Linked DNA regions of Mus musculus: region 1 is linked to region 2. The links are chromatin contacts, called in public promoter capture Hi-C maps. All regions are on one chromosome and are shown on one strand. The core of a region is the stretch at or near the end of the contact, and the rest is flanking DNA. Distances in the headings are between cores, read along the strand shown. Region 1 has its middle 74 kb from the start of Gm30668. Region 2 holds the start of Grin2a (glutamate receptor, ionotropic, NMDA2A (epsilon 1)).

Region 1 (6,609 bases), core at 1,976-4,475, 84 kb before region 2:
TGAGGCATCATAGCATGTCAGGGTGGGAGTCTGTGGTTGGGGGGGGGGCATTTGTTTCATTTTAGTAGAAAGCAAAGAAGAGGAGGGTTGGGGTCTCAGTGACCTTTCAAGAGCATGCCCCCAGGACCTCTTTCTTCCAAAGGCCCACCTCTTTTTTATTAAGAGGTCCCACGACCTGTCTTTTATAAGTTATTTTTATTTTATGTGTATGGATGCTTTGCCTGCATATACGTCTATGTACCATGCGTGTACCTGGTGCTTGAGTAGGCTGGAAGAGGATCCCCTGGAAATGGAGTTTCAGAGAGTTGTAAGCTGCCAAGTAAGTGCTAGGAATTGAACCCAGGCTCTCTGGAACCAGTGCTCTCAACCAGTGAGCTATCACTACAACCCCTCTACTGCCTCTTCTTTTTCCCTTTAGTCTTCTCTGATACAATACATCCCAACTGTAGCCTCCCCTCCTGCTAGTGCCCCTCCCCACCCCAGAGCCACTGCTCCTCCATTTTCCTTCAGAAAAGAGCAGGCCTCCCAGGGATAGCAACAGAACATGCACAACAAGATGCAGCAAGATTAGGCATAAACCCTTATTATCAAGTCTGGACAAGGCAACTCAGTCAGAGGTAAAAGGTCTGTCCCATTACAGACAAAGAGCTGGAGACTCCCCACCTCCACAAAAAACCCAAGCTAAACAACCATAGCAATGCACGCAGAGGTCCTAGTGCTCCTTGATTGCTACTTCAGTCTCTGTGAGCCCCTATGAACACTGTGTAGCTGATTCTGTGAGGTCTGCTGGTGTCCTCAAGCCCCCTGGTTTCTACAGCCCTTCATCCCCCTCTTTGCTGGGTTTCCTGAGCTCCACCTAATGTCTGGCTGTGGGTCTCTGCACCTGCTCCCAACAGCTGCTGGAGGAAGCCTCTATGATGACGACGGAGCTAGGCACTGATCCTATGAGTATAGCAGAATATCCCCTCCACCACCTCTTAATAATGCCAGCGCAGGGCTTGTGAGCCTTTGAGAGACATGTGCACAGTGTATATTATTATGCTAGTACCGTAATAACACATGGCAGATGATCAAAAATATTTATTAGATGAAAAGCCTGAAATATTGTCACTATTAGTTCACTTTCATTGTCTGTCTGTCTGTCTGCTCTGTGTGCGTGTGCGTGCACACACATGTTATGTCCACACACATAGGACTGTGTGTGCATATTGAGGCTGAAGAACAACCTGGGGTATCATTCCTGGGGTGTTTGTTTTTGAAACAGCATCTCTCAGTGGCCTGAACTCATCAGATAGACTTGACTGCTCTGGCCACTGAGCCCTAGAGATCCATCTTTTTCTGCCTGTCTCTGCCTCCCAGATGCTGAGACTATAAGCAAGAGCTTCCACATCTGACTTCCGGTGGTGAAACTCATGGATGCAATGCAAGCAGTTTCCGACAGAGGTGTCTTCCTAGCCACTGGGTTCAATCTCCAGCTGTGCAAACTGGCTGTATGGAATTCAGGAGGAGGAGACTAATAGGGTCAAAAGCTTAAGGTCAGCCTTAGCTACACAGTGAGATTGAGGCCAGCATGGTGTGCTTAAGACTGTCTGAAAAATAAAATAAAATAAAATAAAATAAAATAAAATAAAATAAAATAAAATCAAGCTGGGAAAAGTTCTCTTTGCCCGGGGGAGTCATTGTGGGCCATGCCTGCCATCCGATGTCAGAGGCAGCGGGGCTGAGGAGAGGCAAGGCTGTGTGCTACTGCCTGCTACACCTGAGGGACTCTCTTCAGAGATCTCTGCTCAGGTGAAACTGAGATCCCTGACTTTGCCACAGAAAAGCGTTTCAGGATGAGCTGGTGTGAAGCAGAGCCGGAATTTATCAGGAAGAGTTTTGAGTACAGGTTGAAGCAAGAAGCTCGTCAGAGCAGCGCAGGGGAAAGAGTCCAGGAAGTTGGGCGTGGGTGCGCGCTTCTCCAGAGTCTTCACAGCATACGGGCGCTTTAGTGGCTCCAGAGGCTTTGCTTGATAAACTGGAGCCTAGCGTGGTCCAGAGGAGCTTGCAGACGGTTATGTGGCTCAGGAGGTCACTGGGGCTTTGGCTGTAAGTGGGGCTTCTTGTGAGATTCCTAGAAAGTTTCAGGTTTACAGCATTCCTAGAAAGTTTCAGGTTTACAGCTGGGAAAGGACAAAGCTATGTGTGGTCCTGTACACTCAGGCCGTTGAGCGTAGACCATTGCTATTTTAACATTGTATCTGAACAACTCAGGTAAAAGAAATACTGTTCCTATAAAGGGACCATCTGCTGCCAATGGTAGTTATGTTTGCATTCATTATTCTCAGGTGGCAAAAAGCTTCAAAGCTTCAACCAGATGCCAGGACGAGGAACTTTTTTCTCTCCCTACACTACCCCCTCTCCCAGTTTTCTTTGTCTCTCTAGCTGGCTTCATTAAGATGCGCGGAAGTTCAAGGTCATCTTCAGCTACATTAACAAACTCAAGAGCAGTCTGGGCTTCATAAAACTCTATCTTTAAAAGGTAGAAAACAGTTCTCGGGTCATTAGGATGGCTTATGAGTAAGGAAGTTTGCTGCCAAGCTTGATAACTTCGGTTCGAGTCCCAGGATGCAAACAGTGCAAGAGAGCTGTGATTCAGGCAAGGCGTCTTCCGACCTCTACGTCTGTGTGATAAATCACAAAGGTCTCCCTGCCTCCAATAAATGTAACTTAAAAAAAGTTCTCTATCACTTTCAAAAAATTTCAAGTAGGTTTCATGGGGCATGTGTGTGTGATATTTCCTTCAAAAACTTTCTTGGCACAGAGAGTTGCCTTGTCAAGTTTAACTTGTGAAACACTAAACTGAACCTACAAACAGAATTGAAAAGCATATGTAAGACACAAACTTGCATCCTGTTATAGAAGAGCCGGGTCTGTCAGATGGAGCTGCCTAATTGCTCAGAGTTAGTTTTGGATTGATCAACGAATTCCCAATGATGGGTGTGAGTCATCACCTCCTGGAGCAGTCAGTTTGGGGCTTGAATCTTCCCGTTTTTATCCTCTAATTACATAGACTGAAACAAATATCTCCATGGTGCCTTCTCCATTCCCAAACACTTTAGGTAGGCCAGGTAGATTCTACTGAACGCGTTTTAGATGCGGAGCCCCTGGTGACTTGATGCTGGCTTTCAGAGTCTGGTGGAAACATTCCCTTCCAGCTTTACTTTGGTTGAGAGGCAGTGAGTCACGGCTTTTATAACTTTTCTTCCCATAAGCCATCTGGAAAGAACAAAATGTAATATACAGGAGAGGGCGGGGATTACCATATTTTTTATAATGATTGTTCAAATGCAATTCTCAAAATGTTATGAAGCATACTTTTATACAAAGGCACCATAATTGTGCCAGAATTCCATTTGACTTATTAATGAGGGAAGCAGGAAGATGCAGAAAGCTGGTCCAAAGGAATATACAAAAGACTGGGCAATCTGGGGGTGTGCCTGAGGCTTTCAGAGACTGCAAAGCCTGTGACCCTACACTGAGGAGTGGCCAAGCAGGTGTGGGATGTCCCCAGCCTGAACCAGAGAGGAATGAGGGAGGCTCGTGAATGAAGAAGTCAGCCATACGTACTTGGTGTTCAAAGCCCAGGGAGTGGCACTATTTGGAGGTGTGGCCTTGTTAGAATAGGTGTGTTACTGTGGGCATGAGCTTTAAGACCCTCATTGTACCTGCCTGGAAGTCAGTCTTCCATTAGCAGCCTTCAGGTAAAGATGTAGAACTCTCTCATCTCTTCCTGCACCCTGCCTGCCTGGATGCTGCCATGCTCCTGCTTTAATGATAGTGTACTGAACCTCTGAACCTGTAAGCCAGTCCCAATTAAATGTTGTCCTTAAGACTTGACTTCATCAAATGGTGTCTGTTCACAGCAGTAAAACCATAACTAAGACAACCTATTAGTAGTAACTTTTGAGAAGTCTTTCTTAGTTTGAAGAAATGTGGATTCTGAGCACCAAACATGGATTCTAATGCTTGTGTGGCAAGCATGTTACCAGCCATTGCCTCAAGACCACTTTCTAATGATTTTGATTGACCTCTCATCTCATTAGATGACTCTGCCCCTAGACACTATGGAATTGGACCCCTTGCCTTGAATACGTTTGATCTCAAGCAATTTATACTCGGAGCTCTACGGAGGGGTGATGCCCTATGAGATTGTGAGTGCAGCTACAGGAGGTTGGGTGATCCTGGTCCCTATGAGGAAATGCATCTTTGGGACAATGTTGTCTTCTCAGCTCATCAATAGATCTCCAGTTCCCTAAATAACAAGTGACCTGCAGGAGCTGTGCTAGTCAGGCTTCTTGATCCTGTGATGCGATATCCAGGGGGGGGCAGCTTAAAGGAGGAAGGTTTTATTTTTCCTTAAGACAACTTAAGGAAGAATGAGTTTGGCTGGGCTTACAGTTTCAGAGGGAGAATCCATATGGCAGAGCAAGGTGAATATTGCAGCAGGTGTCAGGGCAGGAGGCTGAGAGGCCCCATTTACTCAGAGCACAGAACAGAGAGCAAACCATAAACACTCAAGGCCAACCCCAGTGACATACTTCCTCCAGCAAGGCAGCATGCTGCAAAGGTTCCAATTAAATGTTGTGTCTGAGTGTCCAAAACCTGAACAAATGGGGGTTTCTCATTCAAACCACCACAGTGTGTGAATGGTTTGAATATTCTTGGCCCAGGGAGTAGCACTATTAGGAAGTATGGCCTTGTTGGAATAGGTATGACCTTGTTGGGGGAAGAATGTCACTGTGGGGGATGGGCCTTGAAAGCTTCTTAGCCACATGGAAGCCAGTCTTCTGTTTGCCTTTGGAACAAGATATATAACTCGCAGCTCCTCCCACACCATGCCTGCCTGGATGCTGCCATGCTCCCACCTTGATGATAATGAACTGAGTCTTTGAAACTGTAAATGTTGTCCTTTGTAAGAGATGCCTTGGTTTCCTTACAGCAATGGAAACTCAAAGGCAATGTGCCTTCTCCTTTGTTACCTTTTGTCCCCTCTGGACTTCCCAACCTATGGGATGTAGCCACCCACACCCATGCAGCTCTCTCTCCCTTACTTAATCCTCCCTGGAAAGGTCCTGAGACACACACGGATGTGCGCTTTATTAGTCTCCTAGGCACTTCTTGGTCCAATCAAGGGAAGAATCAAGATGACGCACCATGGGAGCTATAAGAATGTGTTGAATAGATGCAAAATAGAACGATGAACTCTCTGGATATGGGGCACCATGCATCTGCGTGCGCTCGGAGGATCCAGTGAGTGCAAATGTTAATTTTCTTGCTTTTGGAAAGTGAGTTCCCTTTGATATCAGGGAATTAAAGAGACGTATTTTATTTTATCTGTATGAGTGTTTTGCCTGCATATATGTCGCTGTATCTTGTGCCACAGACAGCATTGATTCCTCTGGAACTGAAGCTGCAGATGGTTATGATCCACCACATCTGCGCCGGGAATTGAAACCAGGTCCTCCGGAAGAGCAACTCCTTAACCGCTGAGCCATCTCTCCAGCCCAACATACCAGAGAATTTTGCATGTTCTGGATTTTTCTGAGACTTTCCATAGGATGAGTCCTGTTCCATGCCATTGATTTTCTTTCTCTTCCTCTGTCTCTCCCTCCATGTCTGTCTGTCTCTCTTTCTCTTTCTCAGAGAGAAGGTCTCACTGTGTAACCGTCTCTGACCTACAACTCATTTTGTATACTAGGCTGGGCTTGAATTCACAGAGATCTGTCTGCTTTTGCCTCCCAAGTGCTGAAATTTAAAGCACGTGCCACGGGCCTGGCCTTCCTTTTTTGAAACAAGGCCTCATGTACTTCAGGCTCCTCTTGAACTACCTAAGTAATTGAGGATGACTTTGGAATTCTGATCTCCCTACCAGCCGGCACCTTTCAGTGCTGGGTTCACAGATGTATACACCTCCATGCTAAGTTCAGACCCAGGACCTCTTGCATGATAGGTAAACACTCTGCCAGCTGAGTGACATGCTTAGCCTGTGTCATTGCTTCTATCAGTATAATGTTGTTTATCACTTTTTGGTTCAGAAAAGATGGCCACTGAACTGTACCTTAGGTAGCTCATCCATAAAACAGGAATACTGATGTAAACTTTTCAGGGTCCTTGGGTGCACTCAAGATTGCCCACGGCATTTGATGTTTGGCTCACATCAGGCAGTGGCTAATGAACATGTAAACAAAGATGGAACTTGCACAAATCAATGCTCTTCAGTTTAGCTGATATTTGTTAATTTGTTAATGGTCTACAAATTGTTCTTGTACTTGCTTTAAAAGTCAGTTTGCTAAATTGTTTATCCTATTTATTATAGTCAGCTGTTCTTGGAGATCCTGATTAGTCAACAGGGTGATCCACAGGTGTTTGACAACTCTAGAGGCTTTGGAGGTTTCTGGATCCCTTAAAAGCGTTTCTTAAGACCAGCTCCAGCTGCCAGTTACTCACCACAGTGAAAGGGAGAATTCATGCTTTCAGATTAGAAATATTCTTACTTGTTCTTGCAGGGGAAATCATGCTATGTAGAACTTCTGTAATGAACACTCTGTATGACAGAGAAGTAAGTTT
Region 2 (6,410 bases), core at 3,374-5,873:
GTACTGATCTAGGTCTCTCCCTTTCCTTTCTGCTTTCTGAATGTGGCCTCGTTCTTCGCCCATTGTCTTAGTTAGCATTGCTATTGTTGTGATGAAACAACCAAAAACAAACTCAGAGGAAGGGCTTATTTGGCTTATGATTTCATATCACAGTTCGTCATCGAAGGAAGTCAGGACAGAAACTCACACAGGGCAGGATCCTGGAGGCAGGAACTGATGCAGAGGCCAGGGAGACTGCTGCTTACTGACGTGCTCCTCATGGCTTGCTCAGCCGGCTTCCTTATAGAACCTAGGACCACCAACCCAGGGATGGCACCGCCCACAATGGGCTTGGCCCTTCCCCATCAATCACTAGTTAAGAAAATGCCCTACAGGCTGGCCCACAGCCAGACTTTTTCTCAGTTGAGATCTCCCCCTCTCTGTCAACTCTAGCTTGTGTCAAGTTGACATGAAAGTGTCCATCATGCCCTTTTTGACTCCTCTCCTCTCCTCTCCTCTCCTCTCCTCTCCTCTCCTCTCCTCTCCTCCCCTCCCCTCCCCTCCCCTCCCCTCCCCTCCCCTCCCCTCCCCTCCCCCCTCCCCTCCCCTCCCCTCCTCTCCTCTCCTCTCCCCTCCCCTCCCCTCCCCTCCCATCCCCTCCCCTCTTCATTGTTCCCAGCCTTGGTGAGGATGGCTCCTGTGAAGGCAGCCTTCCTTCCATCAGAATCTGACTTGCCTCCTTAAGCTTGGAGTGAGCTAGCTTTGTAGTGTAGCACAGGGTCAGGTCCTCATGAGCCCATAACCGTGTCAAGTGTGTGTGGAGGAGTTTCAGTGCCTGACCCAAGGCATCTCTTGCACCAGTGAGATGCCTGACTCCAGGAAATGTCAGCTTTTGTGGCTTTAGACACAGGCTGTTTCTTTGGATAATTGTCATCTTCCTTTATTTACAAGGGACAGCATGTATTCAATTCAATCTTTTACAAGTTAGACACCAGCCCTTTAGTTTTTAACAAATAAAACTCAGTTCTAGGCTCAGCACTGATGATGAGAGAGGAACATGTGAGGATAGCATCAGGGTCATCCCAGATGTAACTCCAATTTCTTCAACCTCTGTTCACAACTGCTAAGATGTGGAATCAACCCAGATGTCCACCAGTGGCCGAAAAGAGACTGTGGCACAGATAAACAGCAGAGCAGTATTTGTCCACAAAGAAGGATAAGATTTGGTCATTTGTAGCCAAATGGAGGGGACTGGAGGACATTACATTATATCAAATAAGCCAGACACAGAAGACAATGACTGCATGTTCTTTACCATACATAGAGGCAAAAATTTGTCATGAGTAGTTAGGAGGTGGGAAAGATAGAAGGTAAAGCAGGTAAATGGGAACCCAGACACGCTTGGGTAGAAAACTATGTTCTGGAGCTATAAAGTGGAGGGGCTACTGTAGTTCAGAGTAACCTGCTACACACTTCATGCAGACACCAAAGACAGGAGCCTGGAGGTTCCAAACATGGAGAAGTGCTAGGGAGAGGAGAATTCTAGTTAGTTAATTTGATCAGCTTATGAAATAACATGTGTTACAATAATGTCCTGGGTTCCATTACATCTGTAAAGATTGCATGGCCACAACAATCAAATTAAATAAAAGTATGGTTGAAGTGGAGCTCAATCGGTCGAATGCTTACCCAGCATCACAGAACCCCATGTTTAAGCCCTAGCCTTACATAAACCAGATGTGGTGGCACATGCACTTGTAATCTGAACACTTGAGAGGTGTGAATAGGAGGGCCATAAGTTCAAGGGCATCCTCAATTATATCTGTGAGTTCTAGGCCAGCTTGAGATACATGAGGCTTCATCTCTTTCTCTTCCTTCCTTCCTTCCTTCCTTCCTTCCTTCCTTCCTTCCTTCCTTCCTTTCTTCTTTTTCTTTTTCTTTTTCTTTTTCTTTTTCTTTTTCTTCTTTTTTTTTTGAGCAGGGTTTCTCTGTGTAGCCCTGGCTGTCCTGGAACTCACTCTGTAGACCAGGTTGGCCTCAAACCCAGAAATTCGTCTGCCTCTGCCTCCCAAGTGCTGGGATTAAAGGCGTGCGCCACCAACGCCCAGAGAGACTTCATCTCAAAAACCAAACTCAAACCCAAAAAACCTAAATAAAATAAAACAAAAACAAAAATATGTGTTTGTGGCCCCACATCTGGTGTTCTGATAGAATAAGGTAAGCATGAATATTTTTTAAAGTTTTTTTTATTTTAAATTTTTACTTTAAATTTTGTGTATATTGGTTGTGGGTTTGTGTTCCTGAGTGCAATGCCCATGAAGGCCAGAAGAGGGCATTAGACCCTCTGGAGTTGTCATTAAATGTGATTGAGAGCTGCCTTCCATGGGTGCCAGGAACTGAACCCCTGTCTTCTAGAAGAGGCTGAGCCATCTCTCTAGCCCAGCATGCTAAATTTAAAAGCCCCACAGTCTACAGCTCACATCTGTTTATTAGAGAAGACTGGGCACCAATGTGTTTATTTGTACAGAAAGCTAGCAATCCAGTAATTGCAAATAAACAGGGACCAAAGACATGGTCCCATGGGAAAAATTACTAACCACACAACCGCACAAGCCTAACAACTCAAGTTCTGTCCTTGGAACCAATGTAAAAAGGCAGATATGGTGGTATGAACCTGGAATATTAACACTTTTCCTGTGAGATGGGAGGCAGACACAAAAGTAGCCCCTGGAAGCTTAGCTGACAGCCAGACTAAGATACACAGCAGCACAGTACAAGACAGACCCCGCCTCGGCAAGGTGCAAGGAGCAAATGATTTCTGAAAATTGCCCTGTGACCTCCACATGGCATGGCATGTGACACTCTCTTCCCATAAATAAATCTTTTTAAAAGTACAAAAAGAAAGAAAGAAAGAAAGAAGGAAAGAAAAAGAAAGAAAAAAAAGAAAAGAAAGAAAGAAAAGAAAAGAAGAGAAGAGAATAAAAAAGGCTTTTGTTTTTTCTCCAGGCACTTGAAGAGAGAAGGGTGAGACTCTGAGCCATCCATTGTCATTAGAGAACAAGCCAGTGAACAATGCAGTGACCACTGAGTTGCATTTGTGTGCAGCCAACAGAAGGAACACAGCTACTATGTGGCATTTGAAGTCAAGATTACAGTTTCTGCCACTGGAGCCCCCTCTTTAGCCTTGGTTTCACTTTTCACTCTGAGGCAAGGTCTCAATAAATTGCCCATGCTGGCCTTGAACTCACTCTGCTGCCCGTGGGTACCCTGCACTTGATTTCCCCACCCCGGTCGCCACATTGGCCACACCACTAGGCCTGGTTTTCCCACTGTGTTCATTCTTTATGATTTATGTTTCAGGCCTTTGCTTGTTCTCTAGATAGCTTTTAAAGATGGGGCTTGCTCTGCCTAGGCTGCACAGCCTCCTTAGTAGCTGGGGCTGCAGGTGTGCATTTATCTGAGCTAAGGCAGTGTAACATTCTCAAGTTCTCAGGTCAGAGTCTTGCATGATATCCATGCAAGAGAGAGGCCCAGCTTAGCCCGGCTCAGTCCAGCCCATTCACAGCCCCAGTAAATGGACCATTGCTCCAGTTTCTGCCTCTGTTGTATCACATTGCCCACCCCCATCCCCTTTTCCTTTACCGTCCAGATTCTGTCTGCTTCCTTGTTTTCTTTTGTGTAAAACCCCAGGGTATTCCACACACAACATCAGCTCCACAATAAACCCACGGGTCTCCAGGACCAGGGGCTCCTTTCTGTAGCCATATCGATCCCCCCTGGATGAGTTACTTTAGAGGGCTCTCATTTTTTCTTGGGTACCTACTACGTGTCAGGTTTTGTTAAATCTTTGACCATTGTCTTTTTATTGCAAAATAACCCTGAGAAATGGCATTTATTTATTTATTTATTTATTTATTTATTTATTTATTTTTACTGCTGTTGCTCGCCTGCTTTTTCAGATTATCAGTCATTAAAGGAGGAGGGTGACTCCTGAGTTTGGCAGACCTGCAATAACAAAAGCTACTACTCAGTATAGGAGTCCAAGAAGTTTCTTACAGTTGGTTCTCTGAACAAGGTGAAGTAGGCTCTGTGTTTGTTAGGGGCAGCTTCTGGCTGGGCTAGGAGCTGGCTAGCCGGCTAGCTGGCTAGCTCTCTGAGATTTTTTTTTTTTTTTTTAAATAAAGATCCGGATGCAATTCTATTCTTATGACTTAATCACTGTGGAGGCCAGTACTCTTAATACTTAGGATTTTAACATATGCATTTGGAGCATAAACATCCAGGTGACATGAGGCATCAAGGGAAGGGAAGAAAGGCAGAGACAGGTGTTGGGATTCAAGTGACTGACCGTACAAAGGTCAAATGTAGACATCTAACAAGGAGCCTCATGCCCAGCTGCTAGAATTGGAGCCAGTCAGTTTTCACAGCCAGTTAGCCCCAGGCTCTTGGCTTATCCGTTCTGGTGACTTAGAAGAGGCAACCACAGGGTTACGTTTTGTCTCGAACAACTTAGAGAAGGAAGCAGCAAGTGTGTATGTGTGTCTGTGGGTGCGCGTCTGTGTGTGTATGTGTGTGTATGCGCGCGCGCACGCGTGTCTGTGCTTGGAGAGAGTATATATGTTTCTGATTTTAAGCTCCCGGCTCTCTGACATCAGAGTGGGTTCCCATATCAGGGTGGTGAGGCATTGAGAGAAGCATCCTGGGCGGGTGTGTGCGTGTCGGCGTGCCTTGCGTGGAACAGAGATTGCTGCACCCAGCGCCAGGCACTGGAGGAGGAGGAATCCGTAGCAGAGATCTGAATAATTGATTCTTCAGCAGCACCAGACGCCCGGGAGCGGGCGGAGAGCGTGGTTTCAGCACCAAGGTTGCGCGCCACCGCAAGCTCCCCCCGTCACCAGCCAGACACCTAGGTCGGCCTTGTTCCGCTGCCGCCGTGCGCTCCAGAAGAGGGTGGCCGCGCTCCGCGTCGCCGCCTAGGGACTGCGGGGTCTGCCTTGGCCCGCCTCCGGGGTGGGCGGCTGCAGGCGGACCAGAGCTCCAAACAACGTCGGATTGCGCGGGGGTTGCTGCGTTGCGTCTCGCTGGCTGAGAACAAGTCCTAAGTTGCTGTGGTGGGCGCCTCTGCTTTCCTCTATCCTCCTAGGCGACCGCAGCAGAAGCGTGCCCTAGGATCCTGGCTTCTCCAGTGTTGTGAACCGCGGTGGCCAGGCTCTTTCCTGGGCTCCCGCTGACCAAGTGAGGAACCGAACGCCCAGCTCGGAGCTGGCCCTTCAGCGAAAGGGCCAGGAGGGAGCTGCGGTCCTCTGCCTGCGCCCTTCTCCGCCAGGGACCGCGGGGATCCCCGGCCACACGCGCGCGCGCGCTCCCACACTCACTCACACACACACACTCACACACTCACGCACGCCAAGCAGGAGCAGGACTGCGGAGAGGGTGTCCAGGCGCGCTCAGAGGACCTGGCAGCCGCTGTCCGGAGTGGAGCATAAAGCTGAGCCAGGGCTCTAGGAGAGAGGCTCCTGGGGTGCTGTGCCTGAGCATGGGGCCGGATGAGCTCTGAGAGTCGCGGCGGCAGCAATCAGCCCTGGAGATGACCAGGGGTGGCCACTGCTGAGAACTATGTGGAGAGAGGCTGCGGTGAGTGCTGGCGCGGGACGCCGAGCCTGGGAGGGCCCTGTGAGAAGCTGGTGGGGGGAAGGTATGGATAGGAGGGGGCGGCAGGACGCACAAGAGGGTCGCTACGTGGGAGTGATCACACCTCCCTCGGGGATCCGGGACCGCGGGAGCCCGCGTCCTTCCCTCCCCCTCTTCTCCTCCCGGCTCATAGCAAACTCAGCCAGCGCCCCCTCCTTTCCTGCCCCCCACCCCCCACCCCAGGCTCAGCAGCTCCTGGTCGCACAACTCCCAGTAGCCGGGCGCCGAGGTGGTGGTAGGGGGTGAGGGTGGAGGTTCCCACTAAGCTTCTCGTGGGTGGCCAACCTGGGGCTTCCACTCTCCGGTGCGTCCCTGAAAGGAGCTCTGGTTATCAGCCACAGGAAGTGAAGACCCGCACCGAGGGTGTCATAGGCACCAAGCTCCAGCTCCCTCTCTGGTCGAGCCCCCAGGGTGCATAAGGGGGCTGTGAGCACTGCAGACTGCATCCCTCCCCCCACCTTCCCTTAGCACTGGTGGGCTGACCCTGCCTCTCCATCTCTCCTCCGCCCCGGTTAGAGCCCTGCTGCAGAGCCTCCGGCTGGGATAGCCGCCCCCCGTGGGGGTGATGCGGACAGCGCGGGACAGCCAGGGGAGCACGCAGGGGCCGCAGCATGCGGGAACCCGCTAAACCTGGTGGCTGCTGAGGCGGCCGAGATGCTCGTGCGCGCAGCACGCCCCATTGCATCCTCCACCTTCTCCGGCTACAGGTACGTCCTAGTTGGTGATACGGACTTCCCGGG

The links. Promoter capture Hi-C pulls out the DNA fragments that hold promoters and counts their contacts.
Region 1: a contact with region 2 is called in a promoter capture Hi-C map of hippocampal neurons, with 4 times the contacts expected there. The contact joins the enhancer-like site here to the promoter of Grin2a in region 2. A contact is called at or near these places in 2 of 39 promoter capture datasets (hippocampal neurons and stem cell-derived epiblast-like cells), 5 of 484 Hi-C or Micro-C datasets (cortical neurons, embryonic stem cells, forebrain and 1 more) and 1 of 115 datasets of contacts at active chromatin or transcription factors (neural progenitor cells).

Annotation. Positions count from the first base shown.
Region 1 is chr16:10,076,802-10,083,410 of GRCm38.p6, reverse strand. No RefSeq gene overlaps it. Among named protein-coding and RNA genes, the nearest start is that of Gm30668, 74 kb to the right of the region's middle. Within about 2 kb of position 3,225, at least 4 of the 459 cell types and tissues checked have an H3K27ac peak or open chromatin away from gene starts, as enhancers often do. A contact at or near this core is called in hippocampal neurons, where this site is marked.
Region 2 is chr16:9,994,026-10,000,435 of GRCm38.p6, reverse strand. Grin2a (glutamate receptor, ionotropic, NMDA2A (epsilon 1)) reads left to right here and starts at 4,623. Exons shown (of 14, transcript NM_008170.4): 1 at 4,623-5,613; 2 at 6,187-6,377. It overlaps Gm30668 (a long non-coding RNA gene), which reads left to right. Exons shown (of 3, transcript XR_384651.2): 3 at 2,986-3,227.